Regions from separate parts of the Sus scrofa genome. Here region 2 is linked to region 1. The links are chromatin contacts, called in public HiChIP or PLAC-seq maps. All regions are on one chromosome and are shown on one strand. Each heading gives the region's core, a stretch centred on a gene start, on an enhancer-like site or on the middle of the called end of the contact. The rest is flanking DNA. Distances are from core to core; before and after follow the strand shown.

The links. HiChIP or PLAC-seq counts read pairs in DNA pulled down with a chosen protein or histone mark.
Region 2: a contact with region 1 is called in an H3K27ac HiChIP or PLAC-seq map of alveolar macrophages. The contact joins two enhancer-like sites.

Annotation. Positions count from the first base shown.
Region 1 is chr14:48,310,705-48,315,734 of Sscrofa11.1, forward strand. All of the region lies in intron 3 of PISD (phosphatidylserine decarboxylase), which reads right to left. Among named protein-coding and RNA genes, the nearest start is that of PISD, 29 kb to the right of the region's middle. Within about 2 kb of position 2,472, at least 41 of the 83 cell types and tissues checked have an H3K27ac peak or open chromatin away from gene starts, as enhancers often do. A contact at or near this core is called in alveolar macrophages, where this site is marked.
Region 2 is chr14:48,526,931-48,531,961 of Sscrofa11.1, forward strand. No RefSeq gene overlaps it. Among named protein-coding and RNA genes, the nearest start is that of YWHAH, 15 kb to the right of the region's middle. Within about 2 kb of position 3,126, at least 9 of the 83 cell types and tissues checked have an H3K27ac peak or open chromatin away from gene starts, as enhancers often do. A contact at or near this core is called in alveolar macrophages, where this site is marked.

The DNA of each region.
Region 1 (5,030 bases), core at 1,222-3,721:
AGTCTGGTGATGGGTGATATGCAGTGGAGGGTAAGCCTGGTGCTGAGCTCCAGATGAGACTTTGGAAACTCCAAAAAGCTTGGGCTACATGCACATCCAGGGTTCACAGTTGGGGCTAGTAAGGTCTCCTCCTGCCAGTTTTCCTCGCTGTCCTATGGGTGGGATGGTGACAACTGCAGCATGCAGTCAAGAAAGGCATGTTCAGGAGCCCACAGACAAACCTTGCCTGGCCAAAATTTCAGGTTCCCACGTGTGCCTCTGCATTTCACTCTGCATTTCATTCTACCCCAGGGCCTCCAGTGCAGGGGCCTGGCCAGGCCAGACAGCCCACCAGGGCAGAGCAGGCCCTCGCCCCCTTTCACAGTGGAGGAGACAGCAGTGGGTAGGGAGCAACTCAAGGAGCTACTATTCTGGAGAGACTCCAGCAACTGCCATGAGGGTCCAGGCAGGAAGTCCTCACACCCGAGTCCTGTCTTGGTCACCACTCTATCTCTTCTTCTAAAACGGAACACTGAGACCACGATGTTAAGCTTCTTCCAAATTACCATTGGATTTGGGTCCCAAAAGTTTCCCAGGAAGCAGATAATTCAGTCGTCCCTCAGAAAATGGGCCAGTACTTGCAGGACAGTGGGAAGGGGGTCCCAAGAGGTCACCCTTCCTCAATACGCAAGGGCAGAGCCATTTCCTCAGCCAACAGAGCTCCCAGCATCCCCATCTCAGAGCCCCACTTGCCCTCTGTACCTGCGATGGCCTCTGGAGGCCAACCCAGAGCTTTCTCCCTCTCTGGTTCCCTGGATGCAACTTGTGGGGCTCAGGCTTGTATGAGGAGCCTGCAAGGAGGGTGCCCTAAGGTACAGACACATTCCCTCTCCCCCGAGAGTCTCAAGGATACTCTGTGGAGGCAAGTTTGGAGCTGTGACCAGTAGGACTTTAAAGTCATTACCTGGCCTAAGGGCCAGCCATGCGGAACATGAGAACTCAGAGTGGCTTTGGTGGGAGACAAGAACAATCTGGTTACTCGATCCTGGCCGTCCTCCCCCAACCCTCGGCCTGAGAGCTGGAAAAGGTCTTGCAAGTCACAGGTGCTCTCTGGGTCTCAGTTTCCTCGTCTTCTGGAAATGCGAAGGGTCCTTCCTCTTGCTCACCCACAACTCTGCTCAGAAACTTCACGCCTCTCTCTCACCCAAGAGCTTAGTGCAGATATGGTTCCCGACACCTTCTGTCCCCCTCAAAACCCATGCTCTGGGAGGGCAGAAGTTTGCTACCACTGGGAAGATGGAAGGAACAGGGCAGGGGCAGCAGTTCTGAGAGGAGCCGAAACCAAAGGAGCAGCAACAGAACAGGAAGCGATGGCACAATAGGACCGTGTTAGGGGGACAGGCTGCTCTGGGGATTCACATGTGAGCAGTACTGCAACATCCCCGCCCACCCCTCACTGTCCAGGACGAAGGCCTTGCAGCCCTGCACATGTGCAGCCTGCAAAAACACAAGAATGTGCTCCCACTCCCTGAGTAGAAAGCTCAATGGGTGCCAGCTACCTGGCCTGAAGCCTCGACTGAAACCCCCAGTGTCCCCAAATCCAGAGGCCCAGGCCTTACTTGCTGGGCACACTCCCACTCTGTAGGGCAGGGCTGCCAGGCATCTGTGTCCTGGTGGGACCACGAATCATTCCTCCCCCAAGTTTCAGGGCTAGAAGCAGACAAAATGTCAGAAATAGAGAACCAGGAAAATGGATTCTCCCTGGCAAAACGGGTGAGCCATCTTGGGGAAACCTTGGGTGAGAGAAGAAGAAGCAAAGACCAGGGTCCAGAGGTGCCTCTTTCAAGGGTGGTAGAGGTGGGGACAGAACTTGGCAGGGGTCCTTCTTAAATTCCCCCAAGGAAAGGAACCTTCTCTGCGGCAATCCTTGGCACTGGTGGGAATGGGGTTCTGTCACACCCTCCCCCCCCTGGGAGGTACCAGGTGACAATCACAGCACGTATGGGTCCCACTGAGGTACTATGCTGCTCTCCCTCCTCCGGCGCCCACCCCAGGCCCCTCGGACAGGAAATGGGCCTGGAGCTCTGGGCGCAGGACACAGAGCTGCCGGCAAGGCCAGCATTTCCCTTTTCTGAGCGTGGGGCGAGGAGATGCTACAGGATGCGGAGGAAGTGAGCTCATCGGGCCGGCCCCATGACCCACCGTGTGGGGCCCGGGAAGCCACAGCTCGACCGGGGCAGTGGGGCGGGCTCCTCCGTCCCTAAGAAGTAACAGGAGACCCGTACCCCGGGACCCGGACGGCCTCCAGGATCCTTTAGCAGGTCTACCAGCTGCGCGGGGCAAGGAGGCTCACTCACCGGCAGGTAGTCCGCGGCTCGGCTCAGCTTCCGCGCCGCCTGCTGCCTACTCGGTTTCCGACTCGACTCGCAGGGAGGTGCCGCTCCGCGGAAGCCGGGCTGCGGGCGGCGAGCGAGGGCTCGGGCTCCAGCCACTCAGGCCGCTAGGGGGCGGGGGCAGGAGGCCTGCCACCAAGCTCGTCAGCCGCGCCCCGCCCCTCAGCACGGGGTCCCTTTAAGGGGAGGGGCGAGGCGAGGGGAACGGCGGGAACATGCAACCGGCTGCCGGGGTCACAGGGTTTCCCGGGGCCATCTCCACGGGCTGGGGACTGGGCAGCCGACCCTACTCCCACGCGCCCCTCCAGCCCACGCGAGGGCCTCCACGTGCTGCTGACTACACCGAGGGCCAGCTGCTCGAGACAGCAAAAAGCCACCTCCAGCCACCTTTTCTACCCCCCCACCAGCTGCACAGCAGGTGTCTAAGCCCTCGCTCCTCTCCACACTCCACACAGAACATGAGGCTGCTTCCTATTCCGCCTCCTCTGCTCCAGGAAGTCACACCAGACACAAAAAATCCCCCAGTGCAGAACAGCAAAGAAGACCCAGTGGGCAAGGTCCAGACCCGCCCTGCACGCAGGCTTCCTCTCTGGGATCAAAACCTGTGGGGTGATTCTCGACTTATCTTTCTACCCCGTTAGGTGATAGGGCTCCAGCCTGTGGGGTAAGAACCCTACCCTCATACCCACCAGAAGCACTCAGTCAACACGAATGGAATGAACCAACTTAACACTTTTTAGGGGAGGAGTAGGATCTGGCCAGGAAAACCACCACTACTCTACCCCCAAAAGGATGTGGAATCCAGGGCCCTGATTTGTTGAACAAAGGTACAACCTCAGCTTCTTCTGACCACTGGGAATTTAGTTTCTAGAGCAACATTAGAACAGGGAAGAGAGCCTACAGGGCTTGTGACGAGATGGGCAGCTGAGCCAAGGAAGCCTAAGAGAGGACAAAGTGGCATGCAGACACAGCCCCACATACCCGACGCCTCATCAAGATCCAGCCCAACCAATTGTTCAACCTGGGACACCACAGGGGGGAAAGGGGGAGAAGATGGGTAGGGTCCTACCTCATGGACTTCCATGACATTCAACACCTACAATGCGCCAGTAGGAACACGGAGGCAGCAGGGTGCACAGGGCTGACAAATACCTTACCTACACTTCAGTCTCCTTGCCCTGGCCTGCAGCATTCTCAGCTCCCAGTGAGACTTCAGACCCCTCTCACCTCAGAGCTCCAACCAAATACCTCATGAGAGGGGATAAAGGGATTGAAAGCACAGGAAGATGCTGACACAGAATCCTAGCAACAACCAGAAATCTGGGAAGACCATTCTGACTTCCCCTAAGGCTGCAGTGCATCCAGAACAGACCCAGCCCATGTTATACCTCAGGGGAAAAACGAGTCTATGGATCTAAAGCTCGGATTCTCATTTGCTGAGCAGCCTCTGGAGTGCTGATGCTCTCTACTGTAAAATGACCAACGGGCCATTCCATGCCTATCAGAACTCCTCAGTAACCTCTTAAAGCCTCTCCGGCTGATTGGTGTTTAGCAAACTCATAAATCAGCCCATGGGCATGCCCTGAGACTAGCTCTCACCACCTTCTAACCTGTTCTCCACCATATATTTCTCAGTAGGGAAATGCTTTTTGGATTCCAGACCATACTTCACAGGATTTCTGGGGAAAACAAAAAACCATTTGGCAGGTTTATTTCAAACCTCAAATAAAGACTCTCTGGGCAGCCAGCCACACTCCGTCCTCCCATTTGATTTGGACTCCCCTAAGCGGGAGTGCCCCCTAGCGCTACTGCAAGGCTCTGCAGGCCCCAGGTCACCTGGCCCCCAGCACCTGTGGACAGGCCTCTCCCCTCAGGGCAACCCACTGCCGCTCCCTGCAGTGTGAACTCCATGTCCCACTGTGCCAGGGGTTGGAAGGTAGCAGCGGGACAGGGTGGCAGGTGCTCCCTACTAGTTTGCATTCCCTGGGGGGCGGCAGCTGAGGCCCCTTGAGGAAGACAGGTGATGGCTAGAACGAAGAGCCAGGTTATCAGCCTCACAGAAGCCTGAGTAAGGAGCCCAGAAGAGCAAGAAGCACCCTCAGGTGATTTTTTAATCCAAAGGCTTCTTATAGCCCTGCCAAATTCTCCCTTTGCATTTGTCAATGTTTCTGAGCTGCCCGGGACTTTTCCCAGGCAGCGAGGAGGGTGCAGCAAGACAGGAAGACAAAGTGCTCGAGGTGGAATAAGCCTCTGGCCCTGAGCCCTCCGCTGTGCTCCCAAGTGGTCCAGACACAGAGCAGCCCCTGGGCTGGCAGAGCCCGGGGAGAGGAAAGGCTGGAGTAGCTGCCACCATTCCTGGCAGGTACCTTGAAGGAAGGCCCTGAGATGTCCTCCTACCCCAGAATAAGCCTAGGATTCTCTGAGGGCAGAGCTGGGCAGGTGGGAGGGTCTACTGCCCGCCAACTGACTGACTGCTGATTTTAAGAACTGTAATTGTTTTCTCAACACCTGTTGGGTAAGAAGTAAAATAGAACTTATTGACTCTCTACCCCCTGCCACATGGGACTAAGTATTTACACATACATCATTCTCATTTCACAACTTCATGAGGGATTTGGCAGCAGCATGTTTACAGAGGGGAACAATAAAGCTATAATA
Region 2 (5,031 bases), core at 1,876-4,375, 220 kb after region 1:
CCAAGCTGGGAAGAGGCTCCAGTCCACAGCCATGGCCAGCGCTAGAAGCTGATGTCTCCTCCCCTGCCTCCAGCCCCTGCGGCACCCCAGGCTTGGCAGATGGCTAGCTAGTCTTTGCAGACTCCTGATTCCCAAGATGGCAGCACCATGCCTACAGGTGAGGGCAAGAATGACTCAAAGCCGCCAGCCCCGGGGTTGATCGGCAGCAGGAATGCATTATTCTGTAAGGGCAGAGGCTCTCTGGAATCCCTCTTCTGATTCACAGAAGGAATCTCCCTCAAGGAGAATGGGGCCGGCCCTGACACCATACACACCTGGAGCCAGGCAGGGTGCTCTGCTTGCTAACTGGCTTTGTTCTGGCAATGACCCTTCATCCTGGGTATCACAGCCACTTTTATAGAAGAGTAACTGGGGGTGGGGTTGCCTAGCTGACTGGATTCCACTCCAGGCCACTGTGACCTTGCCCTGCCCTCTCTCCCTTGGAGGCGGCCCTTTGGGCTGTCTTTTGCTATATTTTCGTATTTCATCCAGTCCGAGCTGATTGTAGGAGGTCTGGAAACAACGTGGGCAAACCTGAACTCTCTCTGGTTTCTGCATCTGGCAAGGGGCCATGGGATTGTCATAAGCTGGAGCCACCTCAGCCACGGGTGGGGCCACCTTTCTGGTTTACAGGGAGGAAGCCGAGGTCTGGAGGTGGAGAGCAGCTTGCCTGGGATTACTGGGTCTGTCAGTGCAGAGCCAAGCCATGTGGGCTTTCCTTGAGTGTCCTCCGTGACCTCCTGTGCTGGCCTTTGGGCCTCTGTCCAGTCTCAGCACATTGGAGCCCTGGACCTCCTGTCTGCATCTCATCCCTGGGTGACCCAGTCCTGTAATTCTGATTACCATCTACAAAGCTGTGAGTCTGCTCCTGAGACCTCTGAACTCCGACCTGTCTGTCCAGCCACCTTCTTGGCTGCTCCCTAGAGACCTGGATGTGGCAAAACACAGCTCTTGATTTGGCTGCACCCTCCTGGCTCCCACCCAAACCTGATCCCCTCCCATGGTCTTCCCCAGTTTAGTCACTGTACCATCATCTCCCCAGTTTTTCAGGCGGAAAGCCTGGGAGTCGTCCTGTATTTCCTTCTCTCAACCCCACATCTAATCCATTAACAATATGTTGTAATCCGACCCTTTACCCCATGTCCATCTTTATCTGATGTAGCAGTGACTGAACTGGTTCTCCTGCATCCTCCTTCGCCTTGAAGAATTTCTTCTTATAGCAACCAATATGCTGCCTTTCAAACACAGAACAGGTTGCATCATTCCCCTGTTTGAGAACACTCTGGTGACTACCTATCAATTTGGGATGAAATCCCAGCTCCTTGCCATGACCCACAAGGTCCTGTGGGGAATGGGCTTCTGGAAGCCTCTGTTTTCACCTCCTCTTCCTCACTCAGAACAATGCAGTGTGTCCTCTTTCTGTTCTGTGGTTGCCTTTTGGCTGCCCCAGCCGCATGGCCTTTGCACGACTCTCCTCTCCTTGGAATCCTCCCAGGATCATGGCTCTGTTGCTTCTGCATTGCTGGTGACAGTTGTCACCCTCCCTGACTACCCTGTCTAGAGAAGCCCACCCCTCTGCCCACCACTGCCAGTCACACACCCCTGTCATCTCCCCCTCAGAGCCCATATCATCACCCGAAACCATCTGCCCACTTGAGCATTGTCTTTCCTCCTCACTGGAACGTAAGTTTGAGGACTGCTTTTTGCCTCTGCTACACCCTCAATATTTACAACAGTGTGCTTGGCATGCAGTGGGGGGGTCAATGGGTGCTTGTTCGCAGAGCCAACTAAAAGGGCCTGTTATAAATCAGGATCATCCTGGTTGCTGCCCTGGACTCTCCTGTAGGACAGCACTCCTCTGTCTTATGATTTCTTTGACAGTAATTTTTTTTTTTTCTGGTCTTTTTAGGGCCTCACCTGCGGCATATGGAGCTTCCCAGCCTAGGGGTCTAATCAGAGCCCTAGCCGCCAGCCTACGCCAGAGCCACAGCAATGCAGGATCTGAGCCATATCTGCGACCTACACCACAGCAACGCCGGATCCTTAACCCACTGAGCAAGGCCAGGGATCAAACCCATAACTTCATGGTTCCTAGTCGGGTTCATTAATTGCTGAGCCATGAGGGGAACTCCAAAAGTAATTTCTATAAGTGCCCAGAGGCTGCTCACTTACCTGTCGCTCTACCACCTACAAGCTGTGTGACCTTGAACAAGTTACTGAGTCTCTCTGTGCCTCGGTTTTGTCAGCTGTAAAGTGGGGATAATAACAGTGCCCCCCCATAGGTTAAATTAATGCAGGAAGAGGCTTAAAGCAGTGCATCTTCTATGGCTATTGTCACCACTGTAATCACCAGTTGGCTCCCAGAGAAGACAACTGTTGTTTCCTCTCTGCCTTCAAGTAATGACATATGTGCCACTCTGCCTGCTCAGTACCCTTGTGGCTTCCTATTTTACTTGGGAAAAGACCAAACCCCTAGAAGTAGCCTGGGAGCCCTACCCATGACTCCAACCTCTCCTTGCACATCTTTCCCCCTTGCCCAACCCCCTGGAGTCACACCAGCCTCAAGTCAGCTCTTTGTGAGGTTAACAGTCGTCCCATGCCAGGCCCTCTGCCTGGAATTACCTGCCCTCTTCCTTCCCCTGCTTGATGCATACTCCTTTGCCAGTGACCTCAGCATGGTCAAGGCCATCAGCCTCTTGCCACGCCTTACCTCAAGCCCACACTGCAGCCCCTATCAGAGCCGTGAGGGTGCTCTCGGTCCTTCCCTGGATCAATAGATCCGTGCCTGTCCCACAAGACCCTAAGCTCCACGAGAACAGAGACCAAGTCACTCTTTGTTCACCTTTGTGCTCACAGTGTTTTCATGTAGTAGGTGTTCAATAAATATTAAGTGAAGGAGTGGGGTGAAGGCCTTCGGGTTGGAGGGTAGCCCTGTGGAGCAAGCACACAACTGCCCCAGGAGAAAATCTGCTGTCTTTGCAGAACCAACTGGCCTTTCTCACTGGGCCATAGAGCCCAAACAGCCCTCCTGCCTTCCAGTAGGTTTCACTTGCTTGCCACATGGCCTTGGCAGCCCCAGCTCGTGTGCTGCCTTCTTTCATGCAGTGCCCACAGACTGACAGGAGTTGGGAGAGCCCTTACATGGTGCAGCCGAGATAGAAACTGGACGTGAAGCCACAACGTGGTGGGGAAGTCTGTCTGGCTTCCTGAGTCCAGCTGCCTCACTGCCAGACATTCAGCTCTTCCTTCCCTCTTGAAACAGGGTGACTCAGGTCCTGATGGCCCAGTGCTCCCTTCTGGTTTTCCTGGCTGATGGTGTTTCCTTTAATTGGTTGGGGCGGTTGTCCTCACAGGCTCCAGCCCTGAGCCAGTCACCCCCCACCCCAGGCTGAGCCAGAAAGAGGCAAAAAGAAAAATTGGGGAGTTCCCATCATGGCTCAGTGGTTAACAAAACCAACTGGGATCCATGAGGATGTGGGTTCAATCCCTGGCCTCACTCAGTGGGTTAAGGAGCTGGCATTGCTGTGAGTAGTGATGTAGGTCTCAGACATGGCTTGGATCTGGCATCTCTGTGGCTGTGGTGTAGGCCAGTGGTTACATCTCTGATTCAACTCCTAGCCTGGGAACCTCCATATACTGCAGGAGTGGCCCTTAAAAAAAAAAAAAAAAAAAAAAAAGAACTGAAAATGTGTTGAGGATGGGGATGTTCCAGGCAGAGAGGCCAGAGAACAGGCCAGGGCAAGATGAAGTGTGGGGGCGGTGTCAGCCCAGTGATGCAGGGCCTCTTGGGCATGTTAAAGATTTTCCATTTTTACCCTTAGAGGTTCTAAGCTGATCAGATGATGTGATCAGATTTTTTTTTTTTTTTTTTTTGTCTTTTTGCCTTTTCTAGGGCCGCTCCTGCGGCATATGGAGGTTCCGAGGCGAGGGGTCGAATTGGAACTGTAGCCACCAGCCTACGCCGGAGCCACAGCAACATGGGATCTGAGCTGTGTCTGCGACCTACACCACAGCTCAGGGCAATGCCGAATCGTTAACCCACTGAGCAAGGGCAGGGATTGAACCCGAAACCTCATGGTTCCTAGTCGGATTCGTTAACCACTGCACCACGACGGGAACTCTAGATTTTTGTATTTTTTGAAGACTGTCTGGCTGTGGTTATAGAAAACGGAAGCAGGTGATGGGATGTGTAGGTGTAAAAGCAGGAGACCTGTGAAAAGCCGGTGTAATTGTCCAGGAAATCTGTGATAGAACCTTGGATTGGGATGGGGTGGGAGAGGGGAGGAGTGGGTGACTCCAGGGCCACTGAGATAAAAGGACATGATTGGGCAATGGGTTTGGTGGGAGAGATGAGGGTGAGGGAGTCGCCTAGGATGACACCTAGGTTTTCTGGATAGAACTGTTGCCAGGCAACAGAGTGAAAGCCAGGAGATGGTGGGGAAGGGATGAGACACACTTTCCCTTGCTGTTGTTATTATGTCCATGTTTGCAAAATAAGGTTGTTGGGAGTGTGGGTGTGCACAGCTCCTTGAATGTCTGCCCAGGGGTGAGGAGGTTGCATGCTGCAGGCTGAAGAGCTTGGCCTGGGAGCTAGACTTCCAGTCTTGGCTCTGCAGCCAGGTAGCTGTGTGACCTTGAGGGGGCAGTTTCATTCCTATGGGCCTCAGCTGTAAAAGTGATAGCCCTGCTGGTTGGGCATTTTAAGGGCACAAAGCACCTGAGTCTTATTGTGTCCACTGCCATTATTCACTGGTGTTGTGTCTGCTTGCCTTTGGAAAGTTATTCCTTGAAGATCCATTTTACCCAAAGTCTGAAGGCTAAAAGAGCATCAAGTCTAGAATGGGAACTCTGAAAGGAATTACTGATCCCACTTGCCCCTCTAATTTTACAGAGGGGCTGCACGAGTGTCTGGTCCTTATCTCGCTCCTCCTGCCCTGCCCTGCACATAGGAGAAGAGGAAAAGCAGTTTGTGCAGCACACAAAGATCCAGGG